2 separate regions of the Bombyx mori genome follow, and region 1 is linked to region 2. The links are chromatin contacts, called in public Hi-C maps. All regions are on one chromosome and are shown on one strand. The core of a region is the stretch at or near the end of the contact, and the rest is flanking DNA. Distances in the headings are between cores, read along the strand shown. Region 1 holds the start of LOC101746019 (PR domain zinc finger protein 1). Region 2 has its middle 20 kb from the start of LOC134200980.

Region 1 (2,700 bases), core at 106-2,605, 34 kb after region 2:
TTCATAAAAATATGAATATAAATTAAAATAAGACATGACTTAAAGATCTCAGTAACCAGGTCATAAAATCCCTTAAAAAAATCAAATTGTTGCATTCTTTTTTTTTTTTTTTTTTTTTTTTTTTCCTACCTATGCTGATAGCCTTGAGAGGCTATTTCAGCTTCACCCTAACTTTGTAGGTGAGCTCGCGGGGCTCAACCGGAGAGTTGCTAACACTGACCCTAGCAAGAGCAGTGCTTCGCAGAATCTACCACCGGATCGGAAACGCGACCCACTGAGAAGATCCGGCGAGAAACTCAGTGGGCTGTGTCTATGGGTTAGTTCGCTCGTCGAGCCCTTCGTCGCAAGCGACGGGTTCGACGAGGACGGTGACCGGTGCTTGTGGTGCCTAAGAGCACCGTTAATGGATCAGGAGGATCCGTAATGACGTGCTTTGGGCGACGTCGACGGTTTACCATTCGGTCTACTGGGTCGGGTATGTAATTTCCAGCGGCTACGATGAGAGGGTTCTCATGTCGTGCCGCCTTCTCAAAATGGCGCAGCGATGCCGACTGTAGATACTTACTGACAGAGTCAAGCTCCAGGTCATCGTGGAGATCCACGTTCCTCAGGAACCATGGTGCTCCGACGGCTATCCTGCAGAATCGGGATTGAATAACCTGAAGGGGCTTCAAGTTGGTGCGGGCTGCGTGAGCGAACACTACGCTTGCATACGTCATAACGGGGCGTATGCAAGTTTTGTAGAGAGTTACCTTATTACGGAGGGACAGTTTGCTTCGCTTGCAAAGCATAGGGTAGAGACGTCCTAATATGAAGGCGGCACGGTCGCGTACCGTTTTAATATGGGGACGGAATGTCATCCCTCTGTCGAGGGTGACGCCTAGGTATTTGACCTGCGAGGCCCACGGTATGGGCTGGCCAAAGAGAGTGACGGGGCTAACGGCGGAGGTGTTTGCGCGCCTATTAGGGAGTGGGATGCTCGAAGTGGTATTCGGAGGGCGACCCCTTTTGAAGAGCACCGCTGTGCTTTTCGTGGGGTTGATGTCGATGCGCCACTTCCGGAACCACTGTCCCATGGTGGCTACTGCGATCTGGAGTCGCCGATGAAGCAGCGACATCTTCCTACACGAGTAGTAGATAGCCGTGTCATCGGCGAAGAGCGCTAGATGGGTCTCCGGAGACCGGGGTATATCATTGATGTTGCATTCATAAACACATAATACAAAACAATTGTCACTTTACTCCAACGAAAAATCGATTATGTTATAACCATAATTATGAATGTTTATATATGTATGTATATTGGCCAGATTGATAAACGTTATTTGTCACTTTTTCTAGATCACCTTGGCTCCAGATGGGAAAAATTGTGAGGTTCGACCATGGCATTGGGCAAGGGCGGGCTGGTGCGGTGCGGGGGGCCTGTCGTTGTCTCGCTCGCTCGCAGCAGTTCATTCACCCGGAGCACGGAAGAGCAGCGCTGTGGAGCGCGGGCGCAGGTAACGCCGCAGCGGACGCTGTGCACGGATAGCCGCGCAGGAAGGACGTCTCCGACCATGAACCGAGCTATATTTTATCAGTTATCCGGAGGTGTCGGTGCGCCACGCAGTGTCGCAGAACGCTCCAACATGACCCTCTAATCGCGATATCATTAGTGTTACGTTTGCATTTATCTAGACTGAAAGCAACTTAGATCTCAACATAAGACTTATTTTTACTATTTTGCCTTAATTTTAAGTGACCTTTTAAGTGACGTGTGGATTTAAATTTAAGTGCTGTGAAAAACTAAGATTTTCCACTAGGATTTCACGATTTGGATTTTTCTTCGAATTTTCATCGATTTTTTTTTCTACTCAATGGTTTGTATATTTTTTTTGTTAATACTTTAGTTATATTTTTATATTAAATATTTTATTGTATATAATCCTGTAAAGATTACAAATAAATTACAATGAAAAGACTTCAACGCGTGCTGAAGACTCATTTGGTTTTAAGATTGCGCATATATTGGCGGTTTCTTTAGCTATCTAATGTATTTATATTTTAATGTTTTAAATCTTCAATAAGCTATAGTCATAAAGATACTTGATAAAGCTGTATTTCCAGACAGTGGGTGGATTATTTTTAAGATAAAATTCAAATGATATTTTGTTCTTAAGTTAAACTTAAATTCTAATCTACTAACAATAATACTAGTTATTATGACTTCACAATAGTCTTTAAGGAAAACAAAATCATTCTTTTGAATTTTGTTGATTCCATTTTGCACATTAGTACTAATTCATACTTATATAGTATGGATAAAGTAAATCATGATATTGTTTGGAATTAAACATTTCGACAACTAATTTTTAATTTAGAATTAGTGGTCCAAATTATAAGTAATTACTTTATCGTCTTATCATTTTACATAATTTAAAATCTTCTATTTCAAGAATACATTCTAAGACTAGTACTTTTATGTAACACTAGTGTTAGAATGTACCCATTATTTTTATTTATCACGAAAATAATTGAAATTTATTTTAGACTATAAATATATTCAAATGCGTTAAGCACTGATAAACCAACAATCCATTGAATTAATATTGATTAAATTTTCATGAAATTTCCCTACAAATCTGTTAAACGCGACCTCTATACTAAACAACCTATACTCTCGCTTGATTCCTCTCCAGCTTGCTGTTGAAAACATCACTG
Region 2 (2,700 bases), core at 61-2,560:
CGCCTGCCCCGCATGGGAGGGGTGGCGCCGTGTCCTCGTCGCAAAAATAGGAAACGACTTGTCGTTGCCGAGTGTTGTGGCATCGATGCTCGGCCACGACGAGTCGTGGAAGGCGATGCTCAACTTCTGCGAATGCACCGTCTCGCAGAAGGAGGCGGCGGAGCGCGTGTGAGACGCGCAAGCCCGCCGCCGCGGCGCCGTCGAGCGGGGGCCAGGGAGGCGGATTTCGCCCAAGCCCTGGACCTCTAAGTGTTTCGGGTCCCCTTCATTTGTCGGTCTGGGGACCGGCGAAGGGGGCCTAAGAAGACGACGTGCAAGCTGCTCTGCACGCATTTTACGCAAGAGCATCCGGGTGATGGAAGGCCGGCTATCCTCGACCCACGCTGGTTCTGACCCAGCGGGGTATTCCGTAGGATAACCCATTCTAACCGGCGCCATCTAGGCGGGCTCCGGATAGCCTGCCGACCGAGAGGGCTGGTGGTCGTGGCGCCGACGACTGCTGGTCAGGCGTCCCGAGGGGGAGGGTGATGGGAGAGATGTGCACTAAACGCTTCACTTTCCCCCCTTTGCCTTTTCATGGGTTCTGTCTCATTCGAGGTTCGGACGCGGGTTGTTGAGCGACAGGAGGTTTTAGTCAGTTCGACTCCGACATGCCCCGCCCTCCATCCCCAGGGGAGGGCGGAAGTAAGGCGATTTCCTCCTGACCAAAAAAAAAAAAAAAATAGATTTTAGTTATATGTACATAGAACGAGGATTCAAATGTATATTCAAGTGTAAATATGAATTCTATTGATGGGCGTTAAAAACAAAAAATTAATGGTAAAACTTCGTATGTATATTTATTACTTTGTCTTTTTTAGACAGTAAATAGTTTATAAGATACCCAAAAATGGTATATGTTTCATTATATGATTAAAATTACAAATTTAAAATACATGAATCCGTAAGAGTATTTCAAATTTATTACAATAATTTTGATACAGTAAAAAATGAACTGTATAAATTTTACAAGATTCAAATGAACCAACAGTTAATTGTAATCAACTTTGAACGAAAAGTAAAATAATAATAATAATATGATTGCTCAAACAAACGATCATTTGCGAAGTTCAGGTTAGACACTATTAACATACTCTAAAGTGTCATATTTTAAAGGCAGCGAAAGCTTAACCTGCCCTTAATATCTCTTAAAATTATATAATTTGTATATTAAAAATCATAAACGACAAAATGTTGAACACATCTGTAGTTCGTGTTGCAACGGCCGTGGAAATAGTACCTGCAGGCTGCATCGTAGCGGTGCGCGATCCCTGCGCCAAGCTGCGTCCCGCGCAATGCGGAAACTAACATTTGCTGCCACAATCGAAATAATACACAGAAGTCTCACAAAACAATAGTGAATCTCATTAATTATACTTTCAACACTAACACGATCCGATATCATAATCAAAGATAATATATAGGCTTTAAGGACGTATCTTTCACCGTGAACTAGTATTTTATGTAGTTTTAAGGCCTTAGTTAAATGGAATATAATGCAAGCGATAATTATTACCATAAAGAACGAGACTGTACTTATTCATAACAACTGAGACATGGACAAATGTAATTCATGTTGTGATTTGTATAAGCTCTAGTCCATGTATTGATCAACTATAGTACAAATGAAAAAGAAGTACATTTACACCAAATTAATACCACTGTGAAAAGACAAAAAAATATACCTTCTGCATATCATGGTTTGTGATCACACACTGCGCTATCAACCACCGTTCGCACAGCTAGATAAACTCACTCGCATTGTTATTTTATGAATTTATCTAGTCAATTATTATGATAATCACATCTCGTTATTGCGAAGCGTGGAAAGTGGGCGTGAACCGTGAATGAACACATAATTAAATCTAAATGTTTACGGTTTAAGCAATTGCCATCTAAGTTATATTCTTACGGCCCATGTTACACTGAATACCCTCTTCTATAATTGCTATTCTCAGTGAACTGTTGTTGAAGAACAAAGAGTGGATCAATAGAACTTAAGCGTTCAATTTCAATATGGACAACGCTGTTCATTTTGTGCTTGGGCTTCTGTTTCGGTTGTAGATAAAAGTTGTTTAAGCACTCATTTTTATTATTATTAAATTTTCTTCCTATTCTAGTGATTTCGAGGGGTTATACTAAATTCACTGGGCGAGTAAGTGAGCTCACAGAGCTCTAATCTGTGGACGTTGTTTTTTTTTCCTACCTATGCTGATGGCCCTGAGAGGCTATTTCAGCTTCTCCTTGACGTGTAGGTGAGCTCACGGAGCTCATATTTGGTAAGTTGCTAGTACTGGCTCTAGCAAGGGCAGTGCTTCGCAGAATCTACCACTGGATCGGAAACGCGACCCACTGAGAAGATCCGGCGAGAAACTCAGTGGGCTGTGTCTATGGGTTAATTTACTCGTCGAGCCCTTCGTCGCAAGCGACGGGTTCGACGAGGACGGTGACCGGTGGACGTTGCTAACACTAGCCTTAGCAAGAACAATGCTTCGCAGAATCTACCACGGGATTGGAAACGCGGCTCGCGTGAAAACTGAGAAGATCCAACGAGAAACTCAGTGGGCATCACTAATGATAGAACGTAATGCAATCCCGCACGGGTATGTCACCAGGTATAACATCGTTACATCAATTTCTATCGTGAAGCCTTGCGTTTCG

Evidence for each region. Hi-C and Micro-C count contacts between places; a contact is called where the count stands out from the background.
Region 1: a contact with region 2 is called in a Hi-C map of posterior silk gland, with 2.3 times the contacts expected there. The contact joins the promoter of LOC101746019 here to the enhancer-like site in region 2. A contact is called at or near these places in 2 of 7 Hi-C or Micro-C datasets (posterior silk gland and whole pupa).

What each region holds. Positions count from the first base shown.
Region 1 is chr22:8,826,874-8,829,573 of ASM3026992v2, forward strand. LOC101746019 (PR domain zinc finger protein 1) reads left to right here and starts at 1,356. Exons shown (of 8, transcript XM_062674951.1): 1 at 1,356-1,859.
Region 2 is chr22:8,793,346-8,796,045 of ASM3026992v2, forward strand. No RefSeq gene overlaps it. Among protein-coding and RNA genes, the nearest start is that of LOC134200980, 20 kb to the left of the region's middle. Within about 2 kb of position 1,311, at least 2 of the 8 cell types and tissues checked have open chromatin away from gene starts, as enhancers often do.